Regions from separate parts of the Zea mays genome. Here all the other regions are linked to region 1. A link is a contact called in public Hi-C data. All regions are on one chromosome and are shown on one strand. Each heading gives the region's core, a stretch centred on a gene start, on an enhancer-like site or on the middle of the called end of the contact. The rest is flanking DNA. Distances are from core to core; before and after follow the strand shown. Region 1 holds the start of LOC100216717. Region 2 holds the start of LOC100285653. Region 3 overlaps LOC100194347. Region 4 holds the start of LOC100285724.

Evidence for each region. A called contact is a pair of places that touch in the nucleus more often than the background predicts.
Region 2: a contact with region 1 is called in a Hi-C map of endosperm, with 1.9 times the contacts expected there. The contact joins the promoter of LOC100285653 here to the promoter of LOC100216717 in region 1. A contact is called at or near these places in 7 of 25 Hi-C or Micro-C datasets (bundle sheath, ear, endosperm and 3 more).
Region 3: a Hi-C map of leaf shows a contact between it and region 1, with 2.7 times the contacts expected there. The contact joins the enhancer-like site here to the promoter of LOC100216717 in region 1. A contact is called at or near these places in 5 of 25 Hi-C or Micro-C datasets (bundle sheath, ear, leaf and 1 more).
Region 4: a Hi-C map of leaf shows a contact between it and region 1, with 7 times the contacts expected there. The contact joins the promoter of LOC100285724 here to the promoter of LOC100216717 in region 1. A contact is called at or near these places in 4 of 25 Hi-C or Micro-C datasets (bundle sheath, ear, leaf and 1 more).

Annotation. Positions count from the first base shown.
Region 1 is chr8:147,484,213-147,490,622 of Zm-B73-REFERENCE-NAM-5.0, forward strand. LOC100216717 reads right to left here and starts at 2,754. Exons shown (of 11, transcript NM_001359485.1): 1 at 2,491-2,754. The coding sequence starts at 2,517.
Region 2 is chr8:147,708,908-147,715,803 of Zm-B73-REFERENCE-NAM-5.0, forward strand. It overlaps LOC100285653, which reads right to left and starts at 1,296. Exons shown (of 21, transcript NM_001158544.2): 1 at 943-1,296. The coding sequence starts at 1,060.
Region 3 is chr8:147,234,201-147,240,244 of Zm-B73-REFERENCE-NAM-5.0, forward strand. It overlaps LOC100194347, which reads left to right. Exons shown (of 14, transcript NM_001359459.1): 10 at 133-261; 11 at 362-424; 12 at 1,224-1,385; 13 at 1,496-1,614; 14 at 1,686-3,253. The coding sequence ends at 2,724. Among protein-coding and RNA genes, the nearest start is that of LOC100194347, 8.4 kb to the left of the region's middle. Within about 2 kb of position 3,166, at least 19 of the 20 cell types and tissues checked have an H3K27ac peak or open chromatin away from gene starts, as enhancers often do. A contact at or near this core is called in bundle sheath, ear, leaf and 1 more, where this site is marked.
Region 4 is chr8:147,328,483-147,335,047 of Zm-B73-REFERENCE-NAM-5.0, forward strand. It overlaps LOC100285724, which reads left to right and starts at 1,699. Exons shown (of 7, transcript NM_001158615.1): 1 at 1,699-2,818; 2 at 3,475-3,676; 3 at 3,778-3,965; 4 at 4,058-4,391; 5 at 4,470-4,674; 6 at 4,838-4,944; 7 at 5,060-5,558. The coding sequence starts at 1,971. The coding sequence ends at 5,221.

The sequences.
Region 1 (6,410 bases), core at 1,504-4,003:
GCACAACAAGAAAGAATGTAATGAATATTAAAACAAGCTAAGCCTAGATTCCATGTACTTTTGATCATACTAGTAACTTGTTTAAGATAAGATTTGGTCAAATCTTAAAAAAAAAACTCTTACATTATTTAGTTTGCAAGTGTGTAAATTATACGAGTCAATTTGTATTCGAAGCTTAGTAACCAGGTTCCCGAATCGATGGGATCGAGGAACAGGAACGTAGTACACGGTACGCTACTAAAACTAGGTTATAACACAAGGAACGTGATTATTCCCACATTCCCGGTACGAGGAACGTGGCCAAGTTCCATGTTCCCGGTTTCTAGGAGTCGAAGTACTTGCAAAATCTCTCATATTTGAAAAAAAAATTAAGGATATCTTCTTGAAGAATTTAATGGTTAAATATAAGCATCAAAGATCGTGTAAAGTAGAACTTGTCAAGTATTAATGATCAGAGGGAGCATGTCCGGTAATAAACACAAGAAAACTGCAACAATTACGAGTTGGAGTATAAGAGTGTTTTACATCAATACTAGATGATGAGTAGGGTACTTTAGTAACTTTTCCATCTTCAGAATTGTGTATAAAAAACCAAACAAAGTATTTTACTACCCACTCTATTCCACTTTGCATTCTATGGCTCCTAAGTCCTAAGTGGTTGGATTTATAACATATCCATGCTCTTATGTGAAAAAAACAGCTAAAATTAAATAAAGCTCAAAAATCCAGGTGGGCTCAGTCAAGCACAATTAAATGGCTGCCCCGCAGGCTGCAGATAGCTGCTCTAGCTTGCTTATTAGACCCAGGAACATCATCCCTGTCCAGGGTACACTAGGTCATTTTCAACCTAGCCTTGTAAAAACCTCTCATAGGTGCCATACGTCCCTTTCACTGTTTTTAAGGCGTCGCCTAGGCGTCGCCTAGGCGACGCCTAGGCGTCCGGGCGGTGGTCTGACGCCTAGGCGCCTTGCCCGCCTACCTCGCCTAGGCGTCGCCTAGGCGCCGCCTAGGCGTCTAGGCGGTGGTCCAACGCCTTGGAGCGCCTTACCGCTTTAAAAACCATGGTCCCTTTACCCCAATCCTTGACCCCATCGACCCTGAAACTTAGTGACTACGGTTTAACACTTCAATGCAGGAACTGAGGCCAGCTACATGTGTTCTCACCTTCTATTTTTGTAGTTAGCCCTACTAAGAGTAATAAAAGCATGGTTTTGGAAATAACATAGATAATTCCGTAAAGGTATGTATTAGAAAAAAAAATAAGCACACTAGAAATAACATTTTAAGTAATAAGATGTATAGATTGCCACAAATAATAATGACAGATAGTCACCTCTTTCCAGTTTGGAACCCCACCCTCTGGAACCCGTTGTGGATGGTCAAATTTGCAGGTCTCTCCATACTTACAGGTTCCAGTGCTCATATAGAAGGCACAGTCCTTTTGCCCCGGTCGTTGTGGATATATAGGAAGGCTGCTTTCAAGCCTAGGGCGTTTAGCCATAGTATTCGATGAATATAAAGCCTCATTCTGGCCAACAGTACTATGACTTCCCATAAAAGATTGGTGATAGAGAACTATAGTATATATACAAAAGAACTTTATAAGCCAGCTGTATTAGGTAGCCATATACTGAAAATAATAATAATGTACTGAAATGAATAAAAACATAGTTATCAAACATAAGAGTACTACAAGAATAAGGAAAAATCCCAGCTCTAATGCTGTCTGAGAACCTCTTAGTACTACTCACTTGAGAAGAACTGAACAGTATAACTTTCAGTAGACTGGCAAGAATCAAGTGCATTTACAGTTCATAGCTAACCTCACAATTGGCTTGGATTTATTGGTACAAAGATGGTGATAGCATTTTTATATTCAAAATCAGACAGCCAAATATCAAAACTCCAAGCATTCTGTTTCATGGTACAGCTACTCCCCACTAATTACCAAGGCTCTTCCCTGTTCAAATATTTTTACTACCATTTTTTATCCTCTGGTCCTTCATTACTAAGCTCATTCACAAGAAATGGTCTAATTCTACAATCTGCATGCCAAACAAGTCAACAATTGAGGATATGAAATTATGATACATCCTACATAACTTGAAGGTAATACCTTTATCGATGCTTGATTGTGCAATTTCTGCCCTTAATTATTCTCTGCGGTGTCTCAATTTAAGTTTTATGCAGCCACGCAATTCCACAAAAGCGTAATAAAAATTGCTCGTAAGTAGTATATATATCCAAGATAGCTAGATCAGTACGAGCTCCATTAACACTAGCAACACCAACGCCCAACATAAACACTGAGTCCAACGGCCAATTGATCTTAATACTACTAGTTTCAGACAAACAAGCGGTCAAACGACTATACACTATGGCAACCACGACAAAGAAACAAATCACACATGCATCGGCGGCAGCATTGTCCGATGAACACGCACGGGAAACTCCTCATACCAACCAAAACAGGAAGAGGGCAGCTCTCACCTTCCGCGGATCGTCTCGCGCCGACATACGAGTCGAAGGCGCCGACGTCGGCAGAGGATGGATAAGGCAATAGGGTGCCGGCGTAACGGGCCGCGATGAGGTCGACCTCAAAATCCGAGTAACGTGGCGGCGGCTGCGCACCGTCGCCGCCCGGGAAGGCTCCGCGGTAGTACGGGTAGAAAGGGTCCGACATCGGCGGCGACTAGGGTTTCCGCACGCGCTGCCCTGTGGGGAGATACCTGCGCTTGCGAAAGTTTAATAAATGGACGGGAAGCGGGCGAATGTCCACTGGCGTCTTACGAGGCGCTTGCACGCGGCTATAAGAGCATCTGCATAGGTCTCTTAAAATGTTCCTAACTTAAAATTAAAGATAAATAGGAAAAATCAAGCCTCCAACAGGCCTGCTAAACCTTTTCTAACTTTTTGATAGTCCTAGAAAATTCGTATTTTGTAGCTACAAACAGAGGACGTTTTGGTTCTCCAAAACGTTTCCCACGGGCCCATCTCAAGTCTCCCGCCGGCCCATTCAATTATTTTCATCGCGGGTTGCAGGCGCTGTGTCTCCATGTTTCTTCCACAAAATCTCTGTGCCGCCAAACGCTCTGCCGCCCCAACCCTCCATTTCTCCCAGCCGCGCTGCTGCGTTCGCCACATCGCACAACCACGCACAGCCACGCACTATCGTCCCAGCAGCTGGTATTGTCCACTCCAGTTCCGATTTTTTTATTGTGGTTTCCATGTCCGAAGTCTCAGCTGCCTTGAGCTCTTTACGACATACAGTCTGACGAGTACGTGCACTAGTCTCTAAACGTTTGCTTGTCTTTATCCCTGATTCATGTTCCATTAAACTCATGTGTGTTGCTTGCCATTTGTTTCTAGAATCATATTTGTACATGATCTGCCTACGTGCAAGGGATTGAAATCTGTCTATGGTCGTTGATTCACCTATATTTTGTTGTTGTACAGGGTATTTTTTATACCTAGCTATTATATATTTTGTGTAATTCAAGGACACATATTATCATACATTTTGGAATAATGAATGCCACCTGAGAAATTATGTTTGCATACATCTTGTTGTAGGTTGTCTGTTTCTATGGAAGGAAATATTTTTTACAACGTTGCTCAATGGGTCTGAACACAACATCTGTATGGGGTGGGATGGTTTCGGCAGTCCACCTGAGGGACAAGAATCACCTAATACAGGCACAACTGACTCCAGGAGAGTAAACAAGAAAAGGTTGAAGAATTTTAGTGACAAGGAGGACTTGTTACTTGTGAGGGCTTGGTTGACCATTATGTCGGGGACCATAATTAGGGGTACCCCCAAGACTCCTAATCTCAGCTGGTAACCCTCATCAGCACAAAGCTGCAAAGGCCTGATGGGCGTGATTAAGGTCAAGGCTCAGTCCACTCAAGGGACACAATCACGCCTCGCCCGAGCCCAGCCTCGGGCAAAGGCAGCCGACCCCGAAGGATCCACGTCTCGCCCGAGGGTCCCCTCAAGCGACGGACGCACCTTCGACTCGCCCGAGGCCCAGCTCGAGTAGGCTTCGCGGAGAAGCAACCTTGACCAGATCGCCACGCCAACCGACCGTATCGCATGAGCATTTAATGCAAGGATCGCCTGACACCTTATCCTGACGTGCGCTCCTCAGTCGACAGAGCCGAAGTGACCGCAGTCACTTCGCCGCTCCACTGGCCGACCTGACAGGAAAACAGCGCCGCCTACTGAGACCACCTAGAGGGGGGTGAATAGGTGATCCTGTAAAACTTAAAACTTAACACCACAAACTTGATTAAGAGTTAGAACAATGAAATCAAGTGAGTAGAGAGGAGAGCTCTTGTGAAGCACAATAGACACAATAAGGACAAGCACAAGAGACACGAGGATTTATCCCGTGGTTCGGCCAAGTACAAAACTTGCCTACTCCACGTTGTGGCGTCCCAACAGACGAGAGTTGCACTCAACTCCTCTCAAGTGATCCAATGATCAACTTGAATACCACGGTGTTCTTCTTTACTTTACTCTTTCTCGTTTGCGAGGAATCTCCACAACTTGGAGTCTCTCGCCCTTACAATAAGAATCACAATGAAGCACTAGAGTAAGGGAGGGAAGCAACACACTCAAATCCATAGCAAATACGCACACACAAGATCAAGACTTGAGCTCGAAAGAGTATCACAAGTGTCGGCGTTTCGAGACCGGGGGGTCCCTAAGCCGACGAGTGAATGTTGTTGCGTGCCCCAGCCCAAATGGGTCGAGCGCGTGGGCGAGCGCGAAGGGGGGAAGCGAGGTGGCCGGAGAAGGGCGTGAGAGAGGTGGAAATCCTGCGGCCTTCGTGTTCGTCCCGCGCCCAGGTCGGGTGCGCTTGCAGTAGGGGGTTACAAGCGTCCACGCGGGTGAGGGAAGCGAGCGGCCCCAAGAGAGCGCCTGTCCCGTCCTCGTCCCCGCGCGGCCAACCCTCTCTAAGAGGGCCCTGGTCCTTCCTTTTATAGGCGTAAGGAGAGGATCCAGGTGTACAATGGGGGTGTAGCAGAGTGCTACGTGTCTAGCGGGGGAGAGCTAGCGCCCTGAGTACATGCCGATGTGGCAGCCGGAGAGATCTTGGCACCCTGCTGGTGTGATGTCGTGGCCGTCGGAGGAGCGACGGAGCCTGGCAGAGGGACAGCTGTCGGAGCGGTTGAGTCCGTGCTGACGTCCTCCTGCTTCCGTAAGAGAGCTGAGAGCCGCCGTCGTCACAGAGCTTGCGGGGCGCCATCATTGCCTATCTGGCGGAGCTAGCCAGATGGGACACCGGTCTTGTTCTCTGCGACCCGAGTCAGCTCGGGGTAGGGTGATGATGGCGCTTCCTGTTGACGTGGCTGGCTTGCGCCCTAGGTTGGGCGACGTGGAGGCTCCTCCGAAGCCGAGGTTGAGTCTGTCTTCCGTGGCCGAGGCCAAGTCCGAGTCCCTGGGTCGGGCGAGGCGGAGGTCGTTCGGCAGAGGCCAGGGCGGAGTCCGAGCCCTGGGGTCGGGCGGAGCGGAGTTCGTCGTCTTCTGGGGCTGAGCCCGAGTCCGAGCCCTAGGGTCGGGTGGAGCGGAGTTCGCCGTCTTCCGGGACTTAGCCCGAGTCCGAGCCCTAGGTCGGGCGGAGCGGAGTTCGTCGTCTTCCGGGACTTAGCCCGAGTCCGAGCCCGGGGTCGGGCGGAGCGGAGTTCGTCGTCTTCCGGGACTTAGCTCGAGTCCGAGCCCGGGGTCGGGCGGAGCGGAGTTCGCCGTCTTCCGGGACTTAGCCCGAGTCCGAGCCCTGGGTCGGGCGGAGCGGAGTTCGCCGTCTTCCGGGACTTAGCCCGAGTCCGAGCCCTAGGGTCGGGCGGAGCTTCCTATGGTGCCTTTGGCAGGGCCTGACTGCCCGTCAGTCTCACTCTGTCGAGTGGCACTGCAATCGAAGTGGTGCGGGCGGCGCTGTCCTTTTGTCAGGCCGGTCAGTGGAGCGGCGAAGTGACGGCGGTCTCTTCGGCTCTGCCGGGGGGCGTGCGTCAGGATAAAGGTGTCAGGCCACCTTTGCGTTAAATGCTCCTGCGATTCGGTCGGTCGGTGCTGCGATTTAGTCAGGGTTGCTTCTTAACGAAGGCAGGGCCTCGAGCGAGCCGGAGATGTGTCCGCCGTTGAAGGGGGGCCTCGGGCGAGACGGAAATCCTCCGGGGTCGGCTGCCCTTGTCCGAGGCTAGGCTCGGGCGAGGCATGATCGAGTCGCTTGAATGGACTGATCCCTGACTTAATCGCACCCATCAGGCCTTTGCAGCTTTATGCTGATGGGGGTTACCAGCTGAGAATTAGGAGTCTTGAGGGTACCCCTAATTATGGTCCCCGACAGTAGCCCCCGAGCCTCGAAGGGAGTGTTATCACTCGCTTGGAGGCTTTCGTCGCACTTTTT
Region 2 (6,896 bases), core at 46-2,545, 220 kb after region 1:
TTGGTGTCATGTGATATCTAAATCAGCAGCGGCAAGCCCTCTATAGCATAATATATCTGGAAGACAGAGACAAGCATAGGAGGTGAAACCTAGTCTTCTCCAACTACCTTGTTTCCATGGCCACAGCATCGAGAACCAAAAATTGTGCTCAACTAATGAGAGTCGAGGCAAATTTATGGGCATCCAAAAAAGGCAAATTTATTGTCCCAAACGTGAACATATTAAGCCATTTCTGTTAAAAATACTAAAGAGAACATATTGCCGGAGGCACTTGCCCAGGCATAAGCGCTGACGACCAACCAGTGAAGTAAAATAAACCACAATGTTCTAGAATATCAGGCAAATCATGAATAAACCACCATTGTTCAAACTCCAAAGATTTATGGCTTAAGCAGAACATTCCCTAAGACCACTACAAAGTCAAATGGAAGTGTCATCCCTCCATAAATATATTCTTCTCCTAAACAATATCAGGAGGAAGGGAAACCCCATTCGCACGAAGGATAACCCTGAGTAGGTGGCCACCCAACTATAAAGCAGTCTTTGAAGGAAAAGAACCACAACGTCTTTAAGTGGCAAGATTGGCAAACTTATCATGAAAATCAGAGACCAGTTTTGACAACATATCCTCCAAACCAAAGGCACCAACGAATACAACGGCAATAGCACTGAGCGGAAGGTTCAAAAGAGGGACTTTTCACCTAACTCGACCAGGAACCCGGGTCCTCCGCACACCAACCTCCACCCACAGTCCCCGCCACGAGTATCGCTCCAAAACCAAATCTTTTGCCGGCCCATGTTGCCGGAACGGATCGAAAGCTCAGAACCACCCCCAACCTTAGGTCGAATGACAACCCTAACGCGCCGTTCCAGGTTTTAAAACGGAAGGTACGCGCGGTTCGTTTAGGTAAGGAGGAGACGGCGGCGGCGGGGGACACGTACCAATCTTAATGGACGTAATGCGGAGGCCGCACGCCTTCAGGACGACGCCGATGCTGCTGGCTGTAACGCCCTTGCCCAGGCCGCTCACTACCCCGCCGGTGACAAGGACGTACTTCATTTCTCCTTGTCCGGGAATCTCGGGCCCGACAAATCCGCCGCCGCCGCCCCACCTCCTCAATCCCCTGACCGGAGCGACAGTTCGTGACAAGAAAACCGCGCGTTCGCACGGACACACGAGCTGGAGTCCTCGACGCGGGCGCTCGTGCGCGCGGGCAATGGAGGTTTTAGGAGGTGAGAGGGAAGAGAAGGGAGTGGAGAGACAATGGAGGCAAGGCGGCTGTGGGGATAGACGGAGGAGGGGTTTGGAAAGGGAGGGGGCCATTTATACGCCCAAATCCCTCAATTCAACATTTTTTCCAGACTTGCCTTTGTGAATCGTCTGGGCTTGGCCGCTTTAGGTTCAAAACTGCACACAGTCACACACAAACACGTAGATATATAGACACGCCATCAGCTATGCGTACATAGGTCTAGCAGTCTAGAGTGAAAACGAGCATATATGGATGGATAGATAGGCTCTGTTTGGCACAGCTGCTGCTTGTTGAAAAAGCTGCTTATCTGATAAGCTGGTAGAAAGCAGCTTCTGCTTGTTGGTTGCTTTTAGTTCATTTTGAGAAGCTGCTGAACTGATAAGCTGCTGCAGAAGTTGTCTGTTTGGCAGAACTTCTGCTTAAATTTGTGAAGAAACTGAAAATAAGCTGTGCCAAACAGGGCCATAGTAGATCATTCAAAATCATATCCTATCGTATTGTATTTTAATCGGATTCGGGATTAAATATAGATAGTTACATACGGAACATATATGGATTCATAGACCGGATATTTATTTGGTGAATAGGTGATTGATATAGATATTATTTGGTCCGATAACATGAATTGCTTATCGTTTGTTCCAATTTAGTTCGCGAACAAAACAATTATAGACGAGCATTGTATGGAACATAGTTCAACATAATAATATAGCAATAAATTTAGATCATACAATAGTCCAATAAAATTCAAACATGATGACAAGATTCGAATCACATAATAGTCTAATACAACAAAAGCTAGTTTTCAAATAGCATAAGATAGTCTAATACAACAAGAGATAGTTCAACACAATAGTTCAGGGAAGCTGTCATAAGCACTGATAGTCAAATTGGTAAACAACTTGTCACATATTGCTCCATTCTCTTTTCTCTTCTCACTCATTATAGTTTCCGTGAAGGTTGACATCATCGACTTCAATGGGAGTTTCCTCGCACATGTATCGATTTTGCTGGTGCTAATCCTATTATACTTATGATAACAAAGGTGATTGTTTTATACATCCACTTAGTTTTTCTACATTTTCCTGATCTTTTTTACCACTATCATCTATCAATTAAAGCTACTTATTTCCTATGTTGATCACTTTCCTAGAGACACTAACTTGAATTGGATAGGCGACCGGGTTGTTAAGTTAGTTGTCAAGAAGAAACTTAAGTAGGAACCTTTTCCTTGCCATTCCACAGTATATGGTACTTACATCGAATGATTTGCCCAATTTAAATTTTTGCAAATACAACATCCTTAGTGTCCATTTGACAAGCTCAAAGTCATTGGTCGGCATCACAGTGATTATATTAGAGATTCAATATGATAAGGTCAGCATTTATAAGTTCTATAGATCTTCACTTTCTCTGCTTGTTCTATATTTCACCATCCTGACTGATTTTTATCCTATTAGGGTCGAGATGTATATATATAATAGTAAGCACTCATCACTTCCATTAATGTGTTCTTCTGTAGATAGTAGCGAGGAAAAAAATAAGGGTGTAATTACTGTTCTAAGGGTGCAATTGTGATGAAAAAATGTTCTTCACCTACCAACGCGAGCCCCCGATAGGACCTCGTCGTTGACCCGGCCATGGTGTCTGTCACGCTCGTCACCTGCAGGGGCCTCTATCTAGGGCTCAACACTAGGGTTGGAAGTCAGGCGAGTAGGACACTGGTATATGGTTCGTGAACCCATACCCGCAAGACAAAATTCAACTCATATCGTACCCATACTAATCGGTTGCCCGTGCGTTGCGACGGCTTACAATAATACCCACGTAAACTATCCATAAAAAAATTCAAGATTTTTTATCGATTGTCTCCGCTCTCTGTATACTATTTTTTGATTTGGCTAACTGATGTTATTGTTTACTCCATGCAATATGTCTTGGTACAACACGACCAATGAAGTGAGCGATTAGAAAATAGTTCACAACGACTGAATGAACAAAGATTATAAAATGACATAATTCCATCATACAGAGACCAAATAAGACAAAATTTGTGAGTTCAAGTTTCTAAAATAAGTCCCATGAAGTCAAACTTATAAAAAGATAGATCAAAATATGGAGTGATTGCTAAAGTCAAGCATCAATAAAAACCGGATGCACTCCATATAAATTATGCTACTTCGTAGCAATTACTAACGTTTAAAACCAATAAATAATCTTTCATTTTGTTGTTAGTGTGACAAATCATTGTTGCTCCATCTAATTCAGCAACCTCAAACACTATTTAGTCCATTGCGCCAATGTGGTCTCAGAAACGACTTAATGTTTGCAAGAGCCAAGAACGTCGCGCCGTGCTTGGGCTGTAGCCTCAGCCCGTAGTGTTGGCCCGGCCCGACACGATTATTTTTTTATTTTACAAAAAACATATATACCTATATACAATTTATATTCAATATTAAAAACATCTTAGCATGATGTTCTACAGGTTAGACAGCTTCACCCAGTGTCTTTCGTCCTTCTTCCATCAGGACATGGGTTCGAACCCCACCTTCTGCACCGTTTTTAACATTTTACACTGATTTAATTAAATGAGTCGACGGGCTAACGGGTTGGCCCGACACAGTTAGCAGGCCGGTATGATGTGCCTGGGCTATAGTTGTGGCCCGCGTGCGTTTAGCCCGTGTCGGTCGCCGTTTGACTATCTATATAGACGTGCAGCGGATTAATTTGAAATAGCTGTGAGGGATTATTTGTAAAAAGATGACGCATGACGACCGTTGAAACTGGTGCTTTAAGTATACACTAGTTGATTGCCCGTGCGTTGCGACGGCTTACAATAATATCCATGTAAACTATCCATCAAAAAAATTTCAAGATTTTTTATTGATTGTCTCCGCTCTCTGTATAATATATTTTTTATTTGGCTAACTGGTGTTATTGTTTACTACATGCAAATATGTCTTGGTACAACACGACCAATGAAGTGAGCGATTAGAAGAGAGTTCACAACGATTGACTGAATGAACAGATATTATAAAATGACATAATTCCATCATACAGAGACCAAATAAGAGAAAGTTTGTGAGATCAAGTTTATAAAATAAGTCCCATGAAGTCAAACTTATAAAAAAGATAGATCAAAATATGAAGTGATTGCTAAAGTCAGACATCAATAAAAACTGGATGCGCTCCATATAAATTACGCTACTTCGTAGCAATTACTAACGTTTAAAACCAACAAATAACCTTTCATTTTGCTGTTAGTGTGACAAATCATTGCTGCTCCATCCAAATCAGCAAACTCAAACACCATGTAGTCCATTGCACCAATGTGGTCTCAGAAACGATCTAATGCTTGCAAGAGCAAAGAACGTCGTGACATGCTTGGGCTGTAGCCTTGACCCGTAGTGCTGGCCCGACCCGACACAATTATTTTTTTTATTTTACAAAAAACATATATACCTATATATAATTTATATTCAATATTAAAAACATATTAGTGTGATGTTCTACTGGTTAGACATTTCACCCAGTGTCTCCTGCCCTTCTTCCATTAGGGCATGGGTTCAAACCCCACCTCCTGCACCGTTTTTTTAACATTTTATGCTGATTTAATTAAATAGATCGACGAGCTAACGGGCTGGCCCGACACAGTATCTAGCTCGTGTCGGGCGTCGTTACGCTGATTTAATTAAATGGATCGACGAGCTGGCCTCTATAGACGTGCAGTGGATTAATTAGAAATAGTTGTGATATGTTATTCGTAAAAAATGACGTATGACGACCGTTGAAACTGGTGCTTTAAGTATAGTATAGAATTCGTGGGTATGAGTCTGTATAGAACCTGTACCCGCTGGGTATCCACTACCTAATGGATACCAAAAGGAATTGGAATTTAGATATACATATTGTTGGGATTTAGATATTCACCATTAGTTTTTTTCTTCAAAATGACACATTTTCTCCTTTACTCAACGTTCGTGAAACTATGTATCTATAAAACTAAAAACATTATCTAATTTTTATTAAATGGTGTAAGTATTCTTCTCCCCCTCCTAGAGTTTTTTCAGTGACATTCAGAATGTCTCTTCTGTACTTGGGAATTATAGCTAGGCTTCATATCTTTATAAATTTGTGTGATGTGATGGACCTGTAGATATGTTAGGAACATGTGAAAAACATTTTCGTTGTAAACTAAATGCCAACTATATGCCTACAGTTGACATGTTCATACAATATTTACTTCCAGCTAAAAGCACAGAATTACCATATTTCATCACATTCATGTCCTTCCCAAAGGAGCTTGACATTGATGCGCTTGTGCATGGAGAGACACAGGTGAGCATTTCAGTGTTATGATTTGTTTATTGTAGACAACCTGCATTAGCTTTTTCCTACAGATCATTAAAATTAGCAAGTATTTTATGTTATTGATATTATTGTTTGCCAAAGATGAAACATTTACATATATATGTCAATGCCTATATATTTACAGAGAAATGACATGGTTGAGTACTTCAGTGAGTAATTATCTGGTTTGGCATTATCTGCCAATGGATGGGTGCAATCTTATGAATTCCACTAGGTATGTGTCCGTGCGTTGCCATGAGAGGGGGAGCGTGGGGAGTAGCGCCTAGGCTACAAATATAATTTTGTTTATTTCTAAACAATAAGGTATGTGTGGTCTAGTGGTTAGCCCCAAAATTATAGAAGTAGTGGGTGTGGGGAGGATGAATCCGTGGTAGCACAAGTGCCCACATTAGGTTCTTAATAGAGTACTAGCCAGTTGCCCGTGCTTTGCTACGATTTTTATATATATCATATAAATATAAATAGGTATTAAGATCTTTATTCAAATATAATTATTGTTTATTTCTAAACACTAAGATACATGTGTTATGATGGTTAGCCCCAAATTTCTGGAGCTGGTGGTGTGGGTTCGAGTGCTCGCTCTGCACTTTTTTTGCGCGGTATAGTAGTTGCGTGAGTGGGGTCAGGTGCTGAGCAAGCGCAGTAGTTGGATGTATGAGCGCTGGGATCCACATGGCAATAGCTGAGAGGGGCGGGAGAACCAGTCAGAGAGCGTGAGACGGGCCTAGAGTGTCAGCGTGTCCACAAGGCAATAGCTGAGAGATGTCGCGTGGGGTGGGCCTAGAGTGTTAGCGTGAAGGGTGAAGCTGTGGTAGCACCAGATATCTACATCAGATTATTAATAGAATAGTATAGATATAGATTGTGTGAAGCCACCCATTATGTATGGTAATGTCAACCGGGTGAACCCCATATCTGTTTTCTGAAGCAAGACGACACGGAGCCATGACCGCTCGTCTTATGAAGGGAATGTTTACTAGTACAGTCACAATCTTCAACTGGTCATCTATTAGGAACAAGCAGCCTAGATTTATTACATCTTCCAATATGCTTAAAAATAGTTTGAAATACTGTTTTGCGCTTCTTCTCCTTCATCCGTAACTGATCCAACAAAAATAATATGATACATTATTTTTTGTTGGTGTACATGTTTTAAGACATGCTACCAAATAGCTCTTGCAATAAAAAAAGGATTGCCTATGTTTTGTTTGTACGTGTTTGAATAACTATCACATTTAAACAAGATCTATAGGTAATATATAAAATCTGTAG
Region 3 (6,044 bases), core at 1,916-4,415, 250 kb before region 1:
GTGATCAGGGTTACTTGTGAAATATCGATAGATTATATTATTCCTTTGTGTTATCTATGTGAATGAATGGAATGGTGATCTTAATCCCAAAGGATTGTTTTTAACATGTCGTTTAATGGTGCTCTTGTGCAGGCCACTCAGGAACATTTGATATCACATGTTCTTCCAATGCTGGTCCGGGCTTATGATGACAATGATCCCCGGTTACAGGAAGAAGTTCTGCGTCGAACAGTACCACTGTCTCGTCAACTTGACACCAAGGTTACTCTTTTGTTATACTAAAAATGAAGATTAATGAATTGTTTTTTAGACTGTATGTACAAGGCATGCATGTTGTGTCATGTAATTTTTTCTTGTGCAGCTAGTCAATAAAGCTGTGCTTCCTCGTGTACATGGATTAGCTCTAAAGACAACAGTTGCTGCGGTATGAACAGTGTAGACTTTAGTCTATTATATGTATCAATGTACTTAGGCCCTGTTTGTTTCCCTCCTAGATTACATAAGTTAGATTATGGTGGAAGGATATGAGGGTAAAATATCACTTTGAGATTACAAATAAGCTGAAATAAGCTACCCAATACTAGCTTATTTCAGCTTATTTGTAGTTCCAAAGTGATATTTTACCCTCCTACTCTTCCACCATAATCCAACTTATATAATCTTGGAGGGAAACAAACACAGTAACACACCCTTATTATCTTTAATCATGAACACACATGGAATACTGCTAACTTTTAAAATGGAACACTACTGCCTCTTCTGTGTTCTAGCTGGTTCATACGAGAAAGAAAAGGATATTAATCCTTTAACATTGAATGCTTGTGTTCTTATGTAATTATGATTTTCATTCTACTCATTACTTTCCTGTGTCTCTGGTCTGCTCTTATACTGAAATACTGAATACCTGACTGATGGCGGGTGGACCTAAGCTAAGTTCAGTTATGCTGCACAATATGTTTATTAAAGTAGCTATGCTTTACAATTTGTTTTTTTCTTAAGTAATATTAGCAACACGTAGTTTTACCGATGTTTAGTGTTGTTTCAGTTGACTTTAATTCTAATTTACTCTTGTTGTACAAGATTGACATTTTAGAATTCCATTGTTGCATCGTTCTATCTATCTTTCACGTTCTCTGTTACTCATTGTTTTGCGAATATTTGCTGCTTTGTTGTACTGTAACTTATGTTGCTTTCTTATGTTCTTAACTGTTCCTGCAATATAGGTGCGTGTGAATGCGTTGCGCTGTTTAGGAGATCTTGTGCCATCCTTGGACAAAGAAGGAATAATGGGTATCTTGGAGACTGTTCGGCGTTGCACAGCTGTTGACCATACTGCGCCAACTCTTATGTGCACACTTGGTGTTGCTAATGCAATCTATAAACAAGTTAGTTCTTGTCTTCTTAACATGTTCTTTTTTACCATAGCTGAATTATGAGTGTTTTTCCCATGTCATGATTTACCTCGATACTCAATTTACTCTTTTCATTGATCCAGTGCGGTGTTGAGTTTGCTGCGGAATATGTGATTCCTCTCATCTTCCCATTGCTCACAGCACATCAACTGAATGTACAACAATTTGCCAAGTATATGCTATTTGTCAAGGACATTACAAGGTATCATTTATCCTGCATTGCTCTCTACGTGTCCATCAATATGTCAACTAAACTACTACGTATTTCTACAGCAAGATTGAAGAGAAGCGTGGTGTGACTGTTACAGATAATGGGAACACAGAGGTAAAATCATCACCTTCATTGGCAAACGGGATCCATTCTGAACCTATGTCAGGACAAATACCAGTTGCAAAGAGCAGCCCTGCATGGGATGAAGACTGGGGTCCTACTAAGAAATCCGGTGTTCCATCTCTTTCAGTTGATTCTAGTGCACAAACAAAGCAACCCTCAGTAGACCCTTTTGACTTCGGTACTCAAACAAAGCAATCCACAACACTCCCCTTTGATTTGAGCACCCAGGCAAAGCAGCCACCATCAGTTTCTCATGTTACAGCAGCTACAATCCCACCTGCGCAACCACAACCATCACTACAATCTCTTGCGGCTAGTTCAGGACCTAAAATTTCTGGCTCATGTGTCCCTGTCGACATTGAGTGGCCTCCTCGAAGAAGCTCGTCATCCAACTTCAATGCACCCTTGTCTATTAGCAAGGATAATGGTTCTGGAAGGCTGTCTAGCGATGGAGTTGATGATATTGATCCTTTTGCTGATTGGCCCCCAATACCTAGCAATGTTAATAGCATTTCAGCAACCGAGCATTGGCCAAGCATAAATCAAAATATTTCGGGATTTAGCTCAGGCAACATAGTTTTTGGTGGCAGCGGGAATTCTGTAGGGCAAACGAAAAGCAACCAAATGAGCTGGTCAAACACGTCTAATCTAATGGGCACAAACTCAACTGGCAGCTATTTGAATCAGGGCAGTGCAGCTCTAGGTTTCGGAAATCCAAATGGAGGATTGAGCACAGGTCTCTCCAATCCAAGTAGTTCCAGTACAGGCCTGAGCATGATGCTACCAAAATCTGATTCTGGATCATTGTCGACGTCGGTCAACAATGCCGCACATGGGCTACTAAGACTTGCCCCTCCTCCATCCACATCGGTTGGAAGAGGGCGCGGTAGAAATCAAGGACAGTCCGCACTCTCCCGAGCATCAAGGCCTCATGCCAACTCGGCATCAGGACAACAACCTATCCTGGATTTACTCTAGTAAGAGATGGTCGCCTCTGTTCTTCGCGTTCGGATTGTCAATGTGTACATCCTCAAACCTTTGTAAGGTGAGCATCATACTGTTCTTTTGGACATGCATGTGGCGAAAGCAGTTCTTTTTGTTCATTTTGAAGCTGGGTGGCCTTGGTTTATAGTCTGAAGGGATTCTACTTCGGGGATCTTGCAGAGGTTTACCTTTTCTCATGCTCCCGTGCTTAGGGTTTTGAATTGGGCATCGAGGCCATCTTCATACTGGTGACAGAAGAAATGTTTTGTGTATATTTCTGTCCAAACTCGGCTGTAGCTTTCAGAGTTTGTGAATAGTTGACATGTTTATATGGGCTGTGAAGTTTTGAAATGTTTAATGGGCCTTACAGGTGTGTACCTTTTCTCATGTACTCCGCGCAAAATTGTACAACAATGTTTAATGGGCCTTATAGGTGGACCTTTCTCATGTACTCCACGCTCCACCAACAATGTTTGGCCTTATATATATTTGGTGACTCGGTGTTATAGACAAAAGCCAGATGTTATACTCGCTATCCTTGGTTGGATTCTTGTGTCCCAAATCTCTGACGTTGACCTTGTACAGGACTGGGGGTTCAACTGCAGTGGTGCTGTGAGCCGTGCATGCGATGGACAACTCTCCTATCGAGCATTTTCATCAATTCGCTACACGGCCCTACATCCCTGTGCCTGTGTGTGTACCACTAGCTTGCATTGCATTGCATGCAGAGTGTACTATTGATGGGTGATGCATTGGATGGGGCATGCACAGCAGGAATATTTGCAGTTGATGAGCGGCAGGAATCAGTGGCTCAGGGAAAATTGAATGGCGATCTGGCCTTCACTCCACATGAGTACGTACCTATACGTACGCATGTATCATCAGACGGAGTCAGGAGGATGCGGGTAGTGTCCCTGTGTTGTCTACCATTTTGTCTCACCAATGTGGTCCCAAAGTACATGATGTTTTTTTACTTTTACACACTTTAAACCGACCGTAATATTTAATTCTTCTGTAAATACTTATTTTATTTTATCATTAAATATATTTTTTAATTACTTAACTATTTATAGAGACATCAAACAGGACGAACGGCCAAACATGACATCTAGCTGCTAACTAGTTAAAAGTGTCATCTACATCTGTCCTTTCTCAGTGTGATCTCTCTCCCTCGCAAGCATATATTTGCTTGGCACGGGGGACAAGTGGATGTGGAAGGCATGCATGCATGCATGATGCGCGGGCTGTTGATTGATTGGGAAACGAACACTGTGGGAGCGTACACGCAACGGCCATCGGTAGGCTGCGGATCAGGAATGCAGGGCTACAAATGCGACGGATGAAATGCATGCATGGATGGGGGCGCCACGTGATCACATTCACGGCGGCGGTGGCGGTGGCAGTGGCAGTAGAGAGAGAGAACGGCTGCAACCTCTCTCTCTCTTTCTCTCTCTGCACCATTATTTCATGTTTGTTCTCCTGGCACAGATCCGGGCGGAGCAACAGTGCGCACACAGCATTGAGCTCATCAACCACTTGTCACAGCAGCATGCGCGCGCGATGCAAGTCACGAGAGGGGCGGGGCCACCCGGGGCTGCAGTGAGACGTGACGAGCGATGGAGCAAGCATGCACGGTCGGCAGAGCGGCCAGCCAGCGTGCAGTACAGGGACTTGTACAGTATACAGGGGCACGCATGCATGGCAGTTGGCACACGTGTATGTACTGCTAGCTGTGTGCCATGTACAACGATGCAAGTATGCATACGTCGTCCGGTCGTCGTCGTCGCAGATTCGGGTCGGGGGGCACTTCTTCGTTGTACTCCTAAATTCTGTGAGCCCGTGTGCACTGTACACCCGTCAAATTCCAAGGCACGCACACACTGTGCAGGAGTCGCCAACAGCTAGCTAGCAAGCAGCGTGTCTGCTGCATATGTATGCGTCGTTTCCCGTTTCCGTGCGTTACGTGAGGCACCACGATCGGAGCGGTGGTGAATTAAGTTTATATCCGTGCGTACGTACGCAGGCAGGAGGACCGCAGCATGCCATGAACGGATAACTCCAGGCTGACGTGGCTATGAACTTTCTCGTGCAGTCGTACATGCTCTACACTGCAGGCTACAGCTCTAGGGAATCCAATCGTCCATCCTGCTGCTGCGAAGTCACTGAAGAGAGAGAGAGAGAGATAGTAGAGAGAGACCACACCATTCAATTTGCATTATTGTTCCGCTATATACTCCTATATGCAGATTATGGGCAGGCAGGTGTACTAGAGGTGCGTTGTCGATGCCTCCATTATCAGTGTACGTACCCTAATGATGTGCAATACAAGGTCGTCTTGAAGCAGCGTGTACTGTACACACATTGTTTTGCTTTTACTTTGCTAGAATAATCTCTCTCTCCCTCTCTGAATTTTCTTTGCCCCCGGCAGCTCTACAAGTATGTACGCACTACCGGACTCGTTTCTTTGTCGAGTGTTTCAGACACTCAACAAAGACTATTGCAAATATTTTATCGATATATGGTTCTTTGTCGATTACTTTTTCGGACACTCGGTAAAGACTTTAAGAATCACAGCAAAACATTTTATTAAATTATGAGAAGAACTCTCCAACCACTAACCCCATTACCATACCCATCGCTCTATCATTTTGAATCAAATTTACATGTTTGTGAATGGGGTGAGATTAGAACTCGCAACCTCTCTCACGAATACCCTCCTCTACCACTACACTACTACATCTTATTTTAAGAATCATCTTATTTGAGGCACTAAATGAATTCATTTAAAAATGTGACCAGCTATAAAGTTGCACTACAAATTCTATTTCGATAGTTTCTACATCCGAGGCCGTTTACAAAATTTGAATTTCAAATTTGAAAACTTCACACGAATTTTTCAATGTGAGGATGATTTCAAATCAAAAAATTGTCAATTACAAAGTTTCATTACATTTCAAGACCTACAACTTTTATTTTGGTGTTTTTTTTCCATCCGAGGTAGTTGAAAAAAATTCAAATTTTAAAATTCAAACAAAGTTTTGCATGACAAGATGATTTCAAACCAAAACATTGTCAACTACAAAGTTTCATAACTTTTCAAGACCTACAACTTTTCTGTTGGTGGTTTTTCCATTCGACGTCGTTTTCAAAATTCAAAATTTAAAATTTTTAAATTCAGACATATTTTTCGTTAAAAATATGACTTCAAATGAAAAGGTTGCCAACTACATAATTCTATAGCTTTTTAAGATCTACAAAGTTTATTTTGATTGTTTGGTCATTTGTTCATCTCACATGATGGTTCTAGTATTATT
Region 4 (6,565 bases), core at 449-2,948, 160 kb before region 1:
GAAGGCTGCTAGCCTGTTGTCCAAAAGTTCGAAGAAGATCTTTGCAATGTTGTGGACAAGACTAATACGGCGGTAGTCCCAACACACTTTGGCTTTAGTTTTTTTCGGAATGAACATAATTATAGTAGAGTTGAGCAGTTTGAAGTGACACAACATAGAAGACAAAAAATCGTTCTGGTGTCCTACACATAATGTAGTAATATGAAACAGTACACTAATAACTTGTTTTTTTGTAAAGATTGTTTGCTCACACGCCAATGTATTGAGATGATATTAGAGATATCAATGATACACATACTAGACATGGTTGAGAGAAGTTCTACCGCTGCAACAAAACATATTAAGAATTTGGTTCATGTAATATTGTTTTTTCTCACTTGAAAACATATCTGAGAGGTTGTTACTAGAGCTAGAGATAATAAGGACACACACAATAGAGAGGCATCCACACACACATAGAAAGGTTATCTAAGATCACAAGCACCCATACTTACCATTAAAGATGTCATGACTCTTACGAACAAATAACACGTGTAAAAATGTTTACATATATATCTTAAAGGTATCAACAATTTTCAGGTACAAAGTTGTAAAAAGATTGATAGGTATGCTTCTAATGACCATAGGAGATGTATGTCATAAGCTCTACATATATGGGATGCATTTCTGATATCTCTAAAATTCGGCGTGCTTCTTTTATTCGATTTGTATCTTTTCTGCTCCGTGGAGATGTCGTGACGTCAAGTAGAGAACTAAAGACAGAGAAGACATATATTAAATCATATTCTCCGGCAAGATTACAAATGTTTTGTGAAACCCAATACCAAAATCCATATGAGAAGTTAATGATGTAACTGAATCATTGACCTTAGATTCTTTAGGGTTTATCTATAACTAATATGTTACGTAGTGGTGAGGCACGTCAGCATGTGTAATGTCGTGACGTCAACACTATAACCAATAATTAGTTGGCTAAAAAGTTGTTAGTAGAATTAACTAGGTTACAAATAGCTATCTAACTATTAGCTAATTTAGTAAAAGTAGCTAATATCTGAACTATTAGCTAGATTGTTTGGATGTACATAGCTAATTTTAGCAGTTAACTGTTAACCCTAGTACATTCTCCTAAACTCGTTAAACAAAGCTAAAAACTTACTCCCTCCGTTTCTTTTTATTTGTCGCTGGATAATGCAATTTTGCACTATCCAGCGACAAATAAAAAGAAACGTAGGGAGTATTTTGCTAGATAGACACGTATAATATACTCCGAATACAAAACCACATAGAATTTATACATCATATTTGTATTTGTATTGTAAGTAGAGTTCATACAAAATGTTTGTATTTGTATTGCAAGAACGTGCAAGCTATAACTAATCTTCAAAAAAGTTATTGTCCAAATATGGTTGTGCTTTTTCACCAAAGTCTTGATATCACCATGACTTAGGAGAGAGAACAGAGAAACCCCACGCTAAAAAACCCAAAAATATCGAGAGAAAACATAAACCCCCTAAACTCCAAGACGATATGTCGATAATTCGATATAAACAAAACCCGTCCTCCGACTCAAATAACCCACAGAAAAATAAAAGGAGCGCTGTTTTTCATGTTGGTCCCTGGAACATCCGCAGCCTCTCAAGGCCACCCCTCTCACTCACTATTTCTTCCCCTCGCTCCCACTCTCCCCTTCTTCCTTCCCTTCTCTCCTCCTCCCCGAGGGCTGAGGATATCCTTTAACCCATCCACCTCACGAGGAATCAGCACTCGCTTTTGCTCCGCGATTTATTGCTCAGGGTTCTTGCTGGGTGGTGGTGGCGGGTGGCGCGAGCAGTAGTTCACAAGAGCAAGCTGTTCTTGTGTGCGTGGTTCTATGCCTGCTTGCTTGCCGAGGGGAGGAGAAGGAGGCGGAGTAGTGGGAGTTGAGGAGTGCAGGTACCGGCATTGCTGAGGCGGCGCCGGGAGATCCGGCGATGTCGGAAGCCGACCGGATACGCCACTGCACAGCAGCGCTGGCGCTGCACGACGATGAGGTAAGAGACAAGCCAGACGCCAAGGCGAACGTCTTCGCGGATCTCGGCTCGCCGGTGTCGCCGCTGCGGGTGCGGGCGAGCGTGGCGACGTCGTCGTCCTCGTCCTCCGGGTCGGCCAAGTCGCCGGCTCCGTCGAATGCTGGGATGGCGGGCGGGAGGAGCCACTCCGGCGAGCTGGTGGGCGAGTGCAACCCGCCGCGGCTGATGGCTCACAGGCGGTCCGGATCTGGACAGTTGATATTCACTGGCGGCGGCAGCCGGGGGAGGGGCGGCGGCAGCGGGGACCGTGGGAGCACGGCGAGCTCGCCGATGCTGAATGCACTTCCCACCGGGAACATCTTCCCGCCCGTGCGTGTCCCGGCAACGGCGGCCGCGCCCCCTCCGTCGCGCTCCCGCCCGGACGTGCTCGGATCCGGCACCGGCCACTACGGCCACGGGAGCATCATGCGCGGCACCGGCATGGCCCCTGCCAGGAGCAGCATTGACTCCTCGTTCCTCGGACACTCCTCGAGATCGCCGGCGAGCTTTTCGGCAAGCAGTGGGAGCCTCCAGGAGGTGACCCGCTTGGGGAACGAGTGGTACAAAAAGGGTAAGTACGGGGAGGCGCTGCGGCACTACGAGCGCGCCGTGGCGCTGTGTCCCGAGAGCGCCGCATGCCGGGGCAACCGAGCCGCCGCGCTCATAGGACTCGGCCGCCTTGCCGACGCGCTTCATGAATGCGAGGAGGCTGTCCGACTCGACCCGGTCAGCGGCCGCGCCCACAGCCGCGTCGCAGGCGTTTGCCTTCGGTGAGCTTGCTGCAGTCTTCCTACTACCTCCACCATTGCGCTGGAACCTGTACTAGATTTTAGAACTGATTGCCCATCAAGATCTCTAGCTCTTGTTTCGATTTTGTTCTCCATGGTTCCATCTGCATGTTGATGTTGCTTTCTTGATGGCTTTCTCTGTGAGCGAGACGGAAGAGAAAGCAACATGAGTGTTGCGCCTTTCACTTTTTCCTTTTCACTGAGGCGGTGAGATGTAGTTCTGCGATTGCTCCGCCTTCACACTCCATTCATTTTATTTGCAGCCTCAGGATGGAAGATATTGATAATTTTTGCAATTAAAAATGAAAAAAATATTTCGCTGATTTATCTGGATGTAAGTAAAGCTAATGTTGTCTTGCTTTGATTGTGGGTAAAATTGTCATTAAAGCTTCCCATCACAAAACGCTGATAGAAGGGGTGTCTGCTTAGCTGTACTTTGTAAGGTTGCTTGATGACGATTTCGTTAGGTTCATTGGATTTAGACCACACAATGCTGATGCATCCTAAATTTCTGTTCCTTAATATTGTTTATACTGTAGATTGTCCTGACTCTCCCCTGGAATTAGGTGTCGACGACTGATGACATGCTCAATTATTTGAATTTCTGCTGATATGCTGTGAGAGTTGTGTTGTTTCAGACTGGGGATGATTGACAAGGCGCGGAGGCATTTCACCCAGGCGGGTCATCTTCAGCATTCAGACCCTGCCGAGTGGCATAAGCTGCAGGAGGTGGAGGTCCATCTGGGAAGATGCACAGATGCAAGGAAAATTGGGGATTGGAAGAGCGCTCTGAGGGAGGCTGATGCCGCCATTGCTGCTGGCGCCGACTCCTCTCAGTTGGTAACGACTTCCACATGATTGATGTTTTGATGAAGTGCTGGAAGTGTTGCTATATTGTGTTTGGTAGTGGAATTTATACCGACATCATGCTTTCCATGCAGCTTCTTGCCTTGAGGTCAGAAGCACTTCTCCGCCTTCACAAGCTGGAGGAGGCCGAGTCGACTCTTGCAAGCTTGCTGAAACTGGACAGTGCATTGCCCTCATCATTGACAGCAGCAAAACTCTCGGGGATGCTTGCTGAGTCATACATACATATTGTTCAAGCGCAGGTTGACATGGCATTTGGGAGGTGTGATCGTCTACACTTGATACGATACCCAATTTTTCGTGACGCTGGGTAAAAATCAGATTAGCATTAAAAGTTATTATTGGTTTATGCAGGTTTGATACTGCTGTTGCTGCAGCTGAGAAGGCTAGAGATCTTGATCCTGGGAACGCAGAAATCGGGATGGTTTTGAATAATGTGAGACTAGTCGCAAAAGCCCGAGAGCAAGGAAATGATCTCTTTAAAGCTGCCAAGTTTTTAGATGCGTCCATAGCCTATGGGGAAGGGCTCAAGTATGATCCCTTAAATTCAGTGCTCCACTGCAATCGAGCTGCTTGCTGGTCAAAGCTAGAAAAGTGGGGAAAAGCTGTCGACGACTGCAACGAGGCACTAAGAATACAGCCAAACTATACAAAGGCTCTCTTACGGCGAGCTGCGTCGTATGCTAAGGTAAGAATGAGTACGCACATATAATTTTTTTTACCCTTTTTATGTAATGTTCTGTTACCGTTGTATACTTTTATTCAGCTTGAGCGTTGGGTGGACTGTGTGCGGGACTATGAGGTGCTTCGGAAGGAGTTTCCCAGTGACAAGGAGGTTGCTGAGGCATTGTTCCATGCCCAAATTGCCTTGAAGGCGACTCGTGGTGAGGATGTATCAAATATGAAGTTTGGAGGAGAGGTGGAGATGGTTTCCAATGTAGAGCAACTCAATGCTGCCATAAGTTCGCCTGGTGAGTTATTCTCTTCTACCTATCTCTCTGCTGGTTCAAGATTTATATTGAGATTTACTCGGTTTTTATTATGTCAGAATTGCTTGCACTGCATTGTTTACAATGTATTTTATTGTCATACATGATATGGTCACTGTGTGATTTCTGGCTTGTGTTTCTTCAGGGGTAACTGTTGTCTACTTCATGTCGACAATGAATCAGCAATGCACACAAATTACACCATCGATCAACATTCTATGCACTGAATGCCCCTCAGTGAATTTTCTCAAGGTAAGCTACTGAGTTCGTCGATATGTCTGTCTCCAGGAACCCTGGTAGCCAATTATAGGCAGGAAGGATTTCTAAATGATGACTGACAAGTTCTATCTTCTGCGCAACCCAACAGGTTAACGTCAACAGCAGCCCAATGGTAGCAAGGACAGAGAACGTGCGGATAGTCCCGACGTTCAAGATATACAAAGGAGGGGTGAAAGTGAAGGAAATGATCTGCCCGAGCTTGCATGTTCTGCGCTACTCCGTGCGACACTATTCTGTATCCAGTTCTTGAGAAGCTTTAGGTACCCGTACCCCAATTTCCCATTTTCCCTAATGCATAGAGCAGAGCACCCGGTCAAACTTGCAGCATCACCAGGCACCAGGCACCAGCCTCCAGAGCATTTTCACCACCTGCGTAGCTACTCCCCATTGAGCATGAGCATAAGGAAGACTGTCAGGTGGAAGAGCCCCTCATTCCCCATCTCCTGTCGTTTTCGCCTCTTCACCGTTCATATACCGACCCATTAAATTCAATAGCTTTTCCATGTTTGGGGCTCTCCACCTCATTTTGTATTTGATACTTCATTTTCGTTCACCCCATCATAGTCCATATGCCAGCACCCTGTGTCTCAAGAAAAAATGGAAATGTTTGTAATGTCGTCTAGGTTTAGCATATACTCTCTATACTTTAGGGAGGGAGAGGAGGGGGGGCCGGGCCCTGGGGGTTGCAGTTTTCGTTACATGTACATACCTTATAGGAAAAACATGAGAGAAATCCATTGGAAGATTGGTTCCCTGGCGAAAAGAGAGATGGTGGCATCAGATTGAGCTGAGATTTCGGCGGTTGGGGTCAGGTACAGGGCTAGTAGTTGTTCTGAGTTTCCACTGGAGTCTTTATCTATCTATCTTTAGAGGGGGGAGAGACAGCGAGAGGTGTTAAGTTAACTGATGATGCAGAGATGGTTGGTGTCCATTGAAGACGATGACATGTCGTTTTGCTGCTTCTGTTGGGTTTCATGGCGCTGATACCATATATGCTACCGTTTCCATGAATAAAACATTGCAACACTCGTTCGTTTTTTGGGGGGGTGGGGTGGTTCTTTCTCCAATCTGTCAGTTAATCATCTCTCTGCTATTTCTTCTTTCTTCTGTGCTGTCGTGATGTCGTTCCCTGTATTGATAATGGGATCTTCTCGCAGTCGCTGCTGGGATTCTAGTTGTAGCATGCTACAGCACTTGTGTCTGCAGGGTTTGGTATGTGTTTATGATGACCACCCGATCATTGTGTGAGCTGGGGTCTTGAGAGAGAGTGTGGTGGGTTGTTGCTATCAGGGATCAGGCCACGGCCAGGGGAGGGAGAAGGAAGACGGCGGCATCCGCAGCGGCAGGACGCTGGTCCCGTCCGTTGTGTGGTGTGGTCAGGCTGTCTGGCTTTGGCTGTGCGTGTGCTTGCCTGGCAACGCGACTGGCTGGCAGGGAGCGTAGAGACGAGAGAGAGAAACAGATCGTGTGGCGCGCCTCCCTACCTGCTTAGGCTGTCCTGCCTAGTTTGTAATGAGTGGGATTTGGGTAGTCTAGTAATGAGTGAGATTAGAGTAGATTGAGATGTATTGAGAGAGTATTTGATCTATTGCGA